2 separate regions of the Mus musculus genome follow, and region 2 is linked to region 1. Evidence: chromatin contacts called from public Hi-C data. All regions are on one chromosome and are shown on one strand. The core of a region is the stretch at or near the end of the contact, and the rest is flanking DNA. Distances in the headings are between cores, read along the strand shown. Region 1 overlaps Pvt1 (Pvt1 oncogene). Region 2 overlaps Gm38563 (a long non-coding RNA gene).

The links. Hi-C and Micro-C count contacts between places; a contact is called where the count stands out from the background.
Region 2: a contact with region 1 is called in a Hi-C map of pancreatic cancer cells, with 2.8 times the contacts expected there. The contact joins two enhancer-like sites. A contact is called at or near these places in 1 of 484 Hi-C or Micro-C datasets (pancreatic cancer cells) and 1 of 9 other capture datasets (embryonic tail).

Annotation. Positions count from the first base shown.
Region 1 is chr15:62,117,088-62,122,746 of GRCm38.p6, reverse strand. All of the region lies in intron 1 of Pvt1 (Pvt1 oncogene), which reads right to left. Among named protein-coding and RNA genes, the nearest start is that of Pvt1, 82 kb to the right of the region's middle. Within about 2 kb of position 3,561, at least 64 of the 459 cell types and tissues checked have an H3K27ac peak or open chromatin away from gene starts, as enhancers often do. A contact at or near this core is called in pancreatic cancer cells, where this site is marked.
Region 2 is chr15:61,164,287-61,170,567 of GRCm38.p6, reverse strand. It overlaps Gm38563 (a long non-coding RNA gene), which reads right to left. Exons shown (of 3, transcript XR_875374.2): 3 at 3,605-5,134. Among named protein-coding and RNA genes, the nearest start is that of Gm38563, 10 kb to the right of the region's middle. Within about 2 kb of position 4,632, at least 18 of the 459 cell types and tissues checked have an H3K27ac peak or open chromatin away from gene starts, as enhancers often do. A contact at or near this core is called in pancreatic cancer cells, where this site is marked.

The sequences.
Region 1 (5,659 bases), core at 2,312-4,811:
CAGGCATGAGTTCACACATACAAAGCACTTGGCAGGTACCTGGGAAGTGCTTGGAAATTTACCTAGCTGTTATTACATGACTTGAAACAAAACAAACACTTCCTCACTGCACTGTTCACTGAACGATGGGCTCCAACCAAGCTGCAGCATAATGTCCCCTTGAAGAAGTAGACAGGCCCTAAGGCTCACCTCGTTTGGGCATTCAAAGCCAAGACTGTCTCTGAAAGACTGTTCTCCTGGGCCCCTGCCTCATCCACCAACCTCCCCACACATGAGCCTCACCCAGTCTTTATCCGCCACTAACCATGTCCCACCCATAACCTGCGGTGGGGTTCAGTTGAAACAGTTGATTGGGCATAAAGCTATTCTTTCTGTCCTTCTCTAGCCTAAGATAAGGGAAACTTGAGGCCAACAGAGCTAGGTGTTACTAACGGCACCATCCCCTAGCAAGGACAGGGAGTCTCAACTTTCCTCGATGGCACTCTGAGGAGACAGAAGCGAGACAGCACAGGAAGTGGGTGCCATCACCAGCTGCTGCATCTTTGAGGAGCTTCCATGTGCAGAATTCCCCAGCACAGTTCACAGTTCGGATGCCTCGGCATTCAGGCATCTGACACAGTCCAGGAATAAAGAGTATGGTCACAAACCCGAAGTTTCAAAGGGAAATTGGGGGTGGGGGGTAGGGAGGAGGAAGAGCAAGCCATTAGCCAGTTCCAAGTCCTGCGCCACCCCCATTAGGATGGTCAGAACTGGACAAAGAGGAGCTTGGGGTTCAAGGCCCAGCAGCTCCAGGTTCCAGACCCTGGCTCTGGGACAGACAAGCTGCCGGGGAATCAAAACCCATATCCCCATCTGTTCTCCAATCTCCTGCCAGCAAGCCTAGCTGAATATTCTAGGAAGCTCTCTTCCGGTGACTCCTGTCGGGTTTTCACCACACAAATGTCAACCAACCAACCAATGTTGACATTGCCACACCTCCTCTGGCACTCATGGTACCACAGTTAGAAGCCCAAGGAGTAAAGCCTGGCATTAGAGTTACAATCCCAGACATTTTCAGCTGTGTAACTCAAACACTATACTTAGCCTCTCTGTTCTTATAGTTTTCTCATTGTAAAAACGGGGCTAATTAATTGTAACCCTGTATCTCTCACGGTTACTATACAAGTTAAATTATATATAACAGAAGAGGTTTAATTTCAATTGCCTCCAAGTTAATAATCACTAGATAAATGTCAGCTATGATTATTTCTCACGAAGCTAATGAACCCCATCAGGCAATCATCTCAGTGAACTGATCTCGCTGGTGAGGGCGGCCGGTATCAATAGGTAAAGGATTCAACTGCAAAAGGAGGTCAAGAAGGCAGGCAGGATGTGAAGAAGCAGGCAGGAGGGCAGGGAGGAATTGCTGGGTACAGGTCACAGTCAGATACAGCCGGGCCACCACTCAGATCTTGAGTTTCCGACCTGTTGGATTTCTGTTAGAGGAGATATGACTGATAGTTAAGGATTGTTTTTTTCTTAATTATTAACCAGATGTTCTGCTTATTGAAATAAATACTAGAGGGACAAAATAACACTATAGTTACAAAAAAAAAAGTTAAGTTTCGTTTTGTTTTAAATAAAGAAAAGAGCATCAGGAACAGAGAGTGTGGGTCAGTGGGTCAGCACCAGACTAGCAGTCACACACAGGCCCTGTGACCATCCTCAGGGTGGTGAGTGGGAGGGCAGAGGCACGGGGACAAGGAAGGGACTAATAAACAGAACGCAGGAAGGAAATTTGCCTTTTTTTCAGCTTGCTGAAGAATGCTTCAGGTCAGGATTTCACACTGCTCTGCATTCTGACCCCACATCTGACCTCCAGGTCCTCTTCAGCACAGCTCAGAGAGGCCTGGCTGTTCCTCTGTGTTCTGTTAGCTTTTAAAGAACTCGGCTACCCCCGTCCTACAAGTACACAAGGCATCCTGTGTGTCTCTCTACAACTTTTGATCAAAAATTTTCATAATATCTTACCCCTTCAGATGTCTGGTCTCTGTCTGTGTCACCCTTAAGAGGAATCACAAAGGCACCCCTAAAGCCCCTCTTCAGCTTCCTTCCTTCCTTCCTTCCTTCCTTCCTCCCTCCCTCCCTCCCTCCCTCCCTCCCTCCCTCCCTCCCTCCCTCCCTCCCTCCCTTCCTTCCTTCCTTCCTTCCTTCCTTCCTTCCTATTGTTTTTTTCCCCCTAAGCCTAGATGTCAATTTATCCAAGCTGGCCTTGAATTTCCTATGGAGCACGAGTTAGATCGATCTTCAATCTCAAAGGCAGATTATAAACATGTCTTCCATGCTCAGAACTACAGTGAAAGGTCCCATCCTGTGTGCATCTACTGAGTGCTTCAGTGATCAGCTGTCCCTCACCCCACAGAGATCCCTGCACATATTGAACTTGTTTGTGCCTGCATCTCCTCCATGGTCCTTGAACCAATCTCCTAAATTAGCTTGGAGAATAAAGAATCTAGACTCCTATGCTACCAGAGCACAAGCTACAAATGGCCAGGTTAGGTTCACTCTGCCTTCATCCCATGCCCCACACCCACACATCTCTGCAAATACCTTCATAACTACATGGCTGCTTTTTCATTGAATTTGAGGAGCAGGAGGTAGGACTTTTGGGAATGATCCTATGAATACAGGGGCAGCAGCCACTTATTCCCTCAGTGGTACTCTGGATCAGAAACAGCCGCAGAGAGGAAGAAGAAAAGGAAGAGATGGCCTGTGTAGTCTAGTACACACTCATATACACTTAAAAGTGTCAAACAGGGCTCTGGAGAGTTCTTTGGCAAACATGAACTCACCCCAGATAAATGGCTCTGAATAGGCAGTGGATCCAAAGCTACCACTTCTCCCCGGAAATGTTCAGTCTCATGGGAGAGACAGGACACCTCAAAGAAAAGGACACAGTGGCCGTGAGCTGAGAGGCAGAGCAGCTGAGTCTGTCAAGGAAGCCAGAAGGGGATTTACAGACACTGTGGCAGGTGTGAAACCAAGATCAGGTGGAGACGGGGATCAGCTGGAAGAGTCAGGAAACTAGCCGAACAGTCTGCTGGATGGCAGCTTTGGTGATGAGGCTGGTGTACCTCTGAGACAGCGTTCCTTACTTCTTCACTGGGACACTGACGGTGGTGGCCTCTTCTACTACACCTCAAGGAGTCTTTCCAAGAGTTGTAACACACTGCAGCCCTCCAAAATAGAGTGTCCCATCGGAAGTCCCATGAAGGGTTAAGAAATGGATGTGGGAAGATGGAGAAGGCAATTGCATCCATGCCCCTAACAGACCAGCCTCCGAAAAACATGAAGCCCTAGATGCCAGAGAATGACTGTGCCCTGTAGATTTGTACTAAGCTTTCACCTCGATATATCACCCAAAGAAAGAAAACTGGGAGGGGGGTGCGAATTCCAAAAAGATGACGCAGCCCTAAAAATCAAGATAGAGAATGCCCCGAGCAACTCATAGCACGGAATAACTGAAATGGAATTTCCTCCCCGTCAGTGGAAGGCACAGGTTCTCAACTCCAGCGAGGGGGGCCCCGGAGCCAGCCATGTGAATCAGCTCCTTGTTTGCAGTTCCAGGGAACCAGAGTCAGGAAGGGGCTGGGTGTGGAATGTGTACTTTCTTCAGCTATCACTCTCCCCCCACACACACACACCCCTCCCCTTCTGTTTACACCCTCAGTAAGACTGCGGCTTGGGCTACCCCACATGTAGAATCGCTGAGGTGATCATTCAAAAGAAGTCCTTCTGGGCTGGGAAGTAACTCAGTACAAAATCCAGAAGAACTGGATTCGATGCATAGCACCTAATAAAACCAGACTATGTGGTGCAAACTTGTGATCACAGCAACCAGGAGATAGAGGCTGAAGCTTAGAGTCATTCTCTGCTGTCCATTAAGTTTGAGGCTAGCCTGTGGTACCTGAGACCCTGTCTCAAGTGGGATGGGTTGGTGGGGGGGGGGGGGGACTAGACAGGGTGCTGATTTAAACTGGTGAGGATTTAGTAGGAAAATGCCAGAACTTTCTGGCTTCCTCTCCTCAATCTGATCATTGGAGGCGCCATGTAATCAGCTAGGAATCCAGGAAAAACGGTCTGAACTAGAGAGCAAGGAGCAAGCTTCCTCTTCCACCAGCCCTGCCTGTCACACCTGCATTCACTGTCCCCTAGCAGACAAAAAGGCACAGCCTCCAGTCATCCTCCTGAGCACTGGCTGGCTTAGGTTTATGACTTCCAGAGACTGCGGGAGAGCAGTGACTATAAACAGAAAAGGCCCTGTCACTTCCACAGGCTTCAGGTATCCAGCCTCTTGCTGGTAGTCAGAGTGTCTTCTGAGGGCCCTTGATGTCTGAATCTGCAGGAAGCAGCAACCTGCCACCTACGGACTAAACGTGGACACTTGTTGGGTAGCAAGCAGATGATGGAGAAAGGTGTGTCCAGAAGCCCCAGGGAAGGGATCCCATCTTAGAGTGCGTGCTAGCTGGGGACTGGACCCCTCCCATCTTCCATTTCAACACTTGCAGGATGACGATTATACAGCTTTTTCACCTTTGGAACTGCTAGGAAAATTAAATCGAACACTGGCACATTGGGAATGTCCAATAAAGTAGAACATGTAAAATCCTGGACGTTGGTGTCCACCCAGACACCATGCCATTTGATATATATGTGAGAACCGGGTTCACATCAGCCCACAGAAGCATCAGGAAGGCATTGGCTTCATCAGACAACAAAACTAAGCCACTTTCCTCAGTCTTACATGGGAAGCAGAGGGCATCAGATATGTCAGTTAAGCCGTTTATCGCTGGTTCATCACACCACGGAGGGGGGCCAATCTGATCAGCCCCACCTGAATTCCCCCAGTTTTCTCTTTCCCCCTCCCCGTTGTTTGTCGTTATCTAAACATTTATCATCCCCAGGAAGATGCAAATGCTATGTGAATTCACAATGCACTGTCAGCCGAAACCCTCCCAGCCATTTGGAGGATTTATCTTCGTGCTAACCAGGAGAACAAATGAAACCCAGGAAAATCTTAATTAACTCCATAAGCATCAGCCGGGTATTTCTTCCCCCCAGCTCACCCCCATCTTGTGGTTAATCAAGGAAGACTGGGAAGCTACAAAAACAACCTACATAGTTATGACTAGGTACGTAGGACAGGGCAAGGAAGGAGCTCCCATTGGAAAAAGGACTAACCCATCTCATGTGCAAGCTCCTGACCCTCTCTCTGTGAGGTCACTTGTAAATTGGTAACCTGATGATAATGAGACTCTGTCCAAGTCCCTTGGTTTGTGTTAGGCCTGTCCTAATTGTATCTGGTTTAACCCCCAAACTCTTCCCTGAGAGAGACCCTGTTACCACCCATTTTATACGTGGAGAAACAGAAGCCATGATGAGTGACTTGCCTGAGATCGTGACTACATACATAACTCAACCAAGGCCACCCAGGTGACACCTCTTTGTGTCACTGCTCTAGGTGAATGGATATTCAAGATAAGAAGATATGCAGGACTGTGATGCTGGGGAAGGCCAGAGTGGGAGAGTGGCTGGATATTGGTTTCCTGACTTAGGAAATGAGGACAGAAACCACGTCACAGGACTGTTAGAGCAAATCAATGGAACAAAGCCAGTGAAA
Region 2 (6,281 bases), core at 3,383-5,882, 950 kb after region 1:
CCAGCATTACTCAGTCAGTTGGTGGAAGTTGGGCTAAAGGTTTGGGATGTAGAATCATCAAAGTTTTCTGAATATAGAAGATATAATCTCATATAACCTTGAAAGACATAGAAACGTGAAGAAAGAATTCCAAATCTTCCAGTAAAGGGACAGAGATAGCAATAGTGCCATTTGGAGAGATTTATATGAAATACTTGTGTTGGAGAAAACATTGCTATAGAATTCCTGAGTTCAAGATACTTTGATTTCAATGGTAGATGTCAAATCATTGGCTGTTGCATCTTTGTGCAGTTTTGAAAGACCATAAGTCTGCTCCGTTTTTAAGGACTGAACTCAGCATACAGAAAACAAAAGACTGTTTACTCCTGGATGCACAGAAAACAGGTAAGGTATTCATTGTATAAGTAATCAGGATATTGTATCATATATTTAAGAGCATATATTTCAGAATGAGTCATATAAACCTGGATGAGCAACCCCTGACATTAATGACCCTGCCTATTTGGCATCTATAAGCTTCCATGCTCTGTTACAAAGTGGAGATACTAGTATATGGTCACAAGATTACTGAAAGAGTTAATGTAGATCATGTAAATACTTACTTAACACTAACCATCATTTTTATACCAAGAGAAAGAAAGAGATGACTATTAAATATGAACAAAAATCACAGTCTGGAGTAATTCCTAAATGGAATGGAATCCTAGCACCTGGAAAGGATAGTACAAGGAATAAAATATGGTATTGGAAAAGGACTCCAAGCCCTTACACAAGTGAATCTTAAAAATAAATTCTATCATGTAATTGGACTGGAAAGGCTCTTGTGAAAGCCAAAAAACTTGGGCTCTAAAGTGACTCATAACCTACTCTTGGTGTTCTTCAGCCAACTTTATATAAATCCTCATAGTTCAAAGACATACAGAAGTGCTCATTTTAACTGGTAATTTGGAGGTCACTTAAGACTAAAGGTCATGGACTAGTTGGCCCGTGGTTCCCAGGATAGCTAGGCAGCTCACCAATAATTGGTGGTCCCTTGCAGGCATAATCACTGTTTTGTCCAATGGTATCCATTGACACGGCTTGGAGTGGCTAATGGCAAGGCACATTCTACTCGTTGTCAAGTGTGGAAAAGGAAACCAATGTTTTGGAGTACTTTTTTGACTTCAAGTGTTCTATTACAAAATGTCCATATCCATTAGATCTCCAAACTTTATTGAAGTAAATGTTCCCACCCTTTAGGCTGTGGGAAAGCAATGGTTAATGACTCTTAGGGATTTTGTGAGTCACAAATCTAGATAGGTGACCTTTGAGCCAAGACCAGTGCCAGCTCTTCCATATCACTCAGTCCTGATAGATTCTAGTTAATCAAAAGCTCATAGCCCAGGAACAAGAGCCATTGAAAAATGCCTGTAATCATACTTTGCTATAGCTTTATCTAGAAGAAGTAATTATAAAAGTAAGGGAAGGGGAAGCCCCATTCACTTCATACTTCCCTCTTGGGAGAGGTCTTTTGAGTTAAATTCCATTTCCATGGTTCTGTAGGTGGTTTCACAATGAGATAGACATGCCTGTTCAACAGAGGAAGTAGTTGGCCCCTTGTCTCTGGGAGAAACAAGAAAGGATGCCATGTTATTCAGAACTAGGGCTTGCTGTAATCTCTGGGCATCGATCCCCTATGCTCTACCCCCTTTTCCTCCAAAGCACTGGGGGTGGGGGTGGGAAGAGTATGCAACCTCATCTAGATTTTGGTGGGGTGTTGGAGATCCTAATTAGGGTTCTCAGCTTGAGCAGTCTCAGAACTCATTGAGCCATTACCTTGGTCCACTTAAGATTCTGTGTCACATTCTCAGAAGTTTTGATTCATGACAGCAAAGTTCATCTCCAATCCAGGAAAAAAAATAATTATGCAGGTGCGCTTTAGAGAATTTAGTAGTATCTGCCTGACTGGGATGCAAGAAAAAGCTGTAGAAGCCAGGAAGATGTGCTTGGAGGAATTAGTAGGGGAAAGTTCAGAAGAGGATTTGATTCCATGATAAGAGGTTGTGAAAAAAAAAAAAACTGGATGTTTATGGATTCCTGTTAGCCTCGTAGTGATACAGTGCATACATTATAATAATCACTGTTGCAGAAAGACTATATTAAGTTGGTTCAATAGATTTAGAATAGCTAGGAGAACAGTTTTTCTCTTTATACCACCCACGCCCCATCAATAGACACACAAACATATAGATTATAGATAGATAGATAGATAGATAGATAGATAGATAGATAGATAGATGATAGAGATGGATAGATAGAAAGACACATAAATATACAGATGATAATTAATTAGATAGATATAGATTGAGATATAGAGAGATGTCTTCTTTCGTTATCTGTGTGTATATATGTGCACGTGTATGGGCATGACTGTGTGTTTGTGTGTCCATGTTGATTCAAATAAAGATATAAGGAGGCTTGAACTGAAACCAGTAAAAAAAAATATACATTCTTGTGATGTTTTAATAAAATTATCCTCATAGGCCCTCCGGGAGTGGTACTTTTTGAAGTAGGTGTGACCTTGTTGGAGGAAGTATTGTCACTCTAAATGGGCTTTGAGGTTTCAGATGCTCAAGCCAGGCCCAGGGTCACCCTCTCTTCCTGTTGCCAGCTTATCTGGATATAGAACTGTCATCACCATGTCTTCCTGACTGTCACTGTCTTAGTTAGGGTTTCTATTCCTGCACAAACATCATGACCAAGAAGCAAGTTGGGGAGGAAAGGGTTTATTCGGCTTACACTTCCATACTGCTGTTCATCACCAAGGAAGTCAGGACTGGAACTCAAGCAGGTCAGGAAGCAGGAGCTGATGCAGAGGCCATGGACAGATGTTCTTTACTGGCTTGCCCAGCCTGCTCTCTTATAGAACCAAGACTACCAGCCCAGAGATGGTCCCACCCACAAGGGGCCTTTCCCCCTTGATCACTAATTGAGAAAATGCCTTAGTGTTGAATCTCATGGAGGCATTTCCTCAACTGAAGCTCCTTTCTCTGTGATACTCCAGCTGTGTCAAGTTGACACAAAACTAGCCAGTACAGTCACCATGCTTCCTGACATACTGATAATGAGCTAAATCTCTTAACTGGGAGCTATCTTTAATAAAATGGTTCCTTATAAGAGTTGCCATGATCAGGTGCAGGGTACAATCATACCAGGCTCCTGTCAGCAAGAGCTTCTTGGCATCAGCAATAGTGTTGGGGTTTGGTGTCTGCAGATGAGATGGATCCTTAGGTTGGGTGGTCTCTGGGTAGCCTTTCCTTCCTTCAGTCTCTGCTCTACTCTTTGTCCCTGCCTTTCCTTTAGACAGAAACAATTCTGGGGTAAATTTTTTGAGATGGGTGAGCTCGATACATCAACTGGGGGTTCTGCCTATTGATTCCCCAGCATAGTTGGACACTAGAGTGGTGAGGCGTGTGTGGGAGAGTGGGTGTTCGAGCACCCTCATAAGGGCAAAGGGGAGGGAGAATGGGATGGAGTGGGTTGGCAGGGTACTGGGAAGGGGGATATCATTTGAAATGTAAACAAATCAAGTGATTAATAAAAGAAAGAAGAAAAAGAGTTGCCCTGGTCAAGGAGTTTCTTCACAGCAATAGAAAGCCTAAGAGAATTTTCAAGTAAAAATAGTTTGGGGACATTCAATACAGACTTCATTCAAGTCAGGGTACACAGAAGCCACAAGAATACTGTTTAGAATCTTGGAGACCTGGAGCAAGAGAATGGCTTCCTGTATGGATAAAGTAGGCTTACTATTGATGATTCCTTCAGTGTATAGTAAGCCTCAAATCAAGGAAAGCATGGAACACATCCCTTAACCCCAGGCTTTCCTTCTCTCTGTTTTCACAGCCGAAGCACAGCAACTAGGGAACTGATGATGCCAAGCCTGCCAAGCAATAGCACTGGATGGAGAAGGATGGCAAGTGGCTCTAGAATGGCAATGAAAAATGCAGTACCCAGGAAATGAGCATAAAAACATTCAGAAATCAATGAACTGAATAGGTTTTTGTGAATTAGAGTCCATATGAGAACATATATATAGAGAGCAAGAAAGAGAGGAAAAGATTATGAACCTGGGACTTCTAGCTGAAGTCATGAGGATCGTTGTGGTACACTTGATTTAGGAGTGGTAAACATGGGAAACTAGATTCTTAAGGAGGTGTTCATGACTCAGAAGTATGTTGATATAAGATACATGTTGATTAAAGAGCACCCCAGTGCAAATGCCAGCTGGGCAGGTGAGTGAAACAAACCATATCTCAAGGACACGTGTAGGCTCCAGAAATGCATTTGAGAGTTGTCAGCACATGCATGGTGCCTAATGAGATGATAATGGCTACTAACTAGAGGGAGTGTGTAAGAAAAATCAAGAAGACAGCCTACCTCCTGCTTCTTCGATCAGTTGAGAAGTAGCTATTACGGAAATTCGAGGAAGAAGAAAACAGAAGGAACCCTTAGGCATGCAGGATGTCAGAAAGTCCTAAGGAAAGAACATTATTGAAGGAAGGGGTGGAACAATCATGAAGAATGCACAGCTGAAGCTGTGACTCTTCAGTAAGTGGGAAAGGGAGGAGGCCTGGTTAGAATGAGCTGTCCACCAACAAAAGTGATAACGAGTTACTGTGTTCCCTCTCTCACTAAATAAAAGAAAGTTAATGCTGACACGTTATGTCAGCAGTTCGCAACCTCTGTGTCATGACACCTTTGCAGGCAAAGGATCCTTACACGGGGGTGACCTAAGACCATCACATACATTTACATTACATTACAATTCGTAGCAATAGGAAAATTACAGTTTTAAAATAGCAACAAAATAACTTTATGGTTGGGGGTCACCACCACCCGAGGAACTGTATTAATGGGTTGCTACATTAGAAAGGCTGAGAACTACTAATTTAAGTTAAACTCATGTCTACAGATATGAATGCAGGTCTTGGATTCCACGGGCCATGTCTTTTCCTCATTGCTGAGTAATTTTCCAGTTCTGTGATTCATACTGCACGGAGTGTAGTTATACAGTAACTTTCCAGTGGGCCTCTCACCCCAGGGATTTGCCATGTCTGACCTTCTCTTAGGCAAAAGATGAAGAAAATTTCTCATCCTAAGGAGGGAAAGAAAAAAAAAAAAGAACATAACCTAAATGGCAAGATATTAATCTTGAGACCATTTACAGGGAGGTGTTAAGTGGCCCCGTTGGCATTAACAGCAGTAAGCTTCGAATATCACTTGTACAGCAAGCTGCTTAGCTCTGCAGATAGCAAGTCACAGCAGGCCTTCTTGGGTTGCAAATATAGTCACTCTGTTTGCCAATTAACTCTTTCCCACATTGTGTTTTATATAACCAGCCAGGAAGCTTTTGCTTCGACAGCAGAATCTGCTGGCAAATGGTACTGTCCTGGGAATTGAAGTGATGCGACAGTAGCCACGGCAGTGGTCAAAGGGGACAGGAGAAATCATGGAGAAACAGTCATTAGTGAGCCAGAGCCTCCTGAGGCTTGCTTTTCTCTGGAATAAGTGTCCATATCCTCTCAGCTTCCAATCAGGCAGGGTAATGGACAAGACATTGCTCCTTTATCTTGAGAAAATGTAGCATGTCCAAGTTATTATAAACAAGCTACAAGGAGATTCTGTGATTTCCCAACTACACTGTCTGCTGTCCTTTTGTGCATCTTGCTGTTTTTTAAAACAGATTTCAGGAGGAGCAGGTGGCTGGATCTGTGTCCTGACCCCTTAGTATGTGACACGAAGGCTCCATGACTTCCTGCTTCTTGTCCCTTCAGCCGAACTTGGCAGGACTGACCAGCCCTCCTCATAAACGACTGAGTCTGTCTCTTCCATTCTTCCCTCATTATGATTTCTCACTCTTCTGGGAAGGTCCCTCCCCCTTTCTTCAACTAAACATGTTGATGGGCTTCTCCAGACCTCTTAACTTGTTAGTTTAATTCTTCACTTAGAAGATGCTGTGTAAGTTATCATCACAAGCAAGTTAGCTGTTTCTTGAGGAGATGGGGTCTAACCAGAAGAAACATATCACCAGGGTGATAAGTCACCAGAACGGGTACACTTTTGGTTCTGATCCTTGCCTTCCCCATCTCTTTGACTCTCTCTCTGTGTCTATCTCTATCTCTCTCCATCTGATTCCAATCAGGCACTAAACACAGCTGCATTGCTAGGAGCCATGTCTGGTACACTGTGACATTTATTTGGTGTTTGAAGACTACAGATTCATCTATTCGGTACTCAACTTG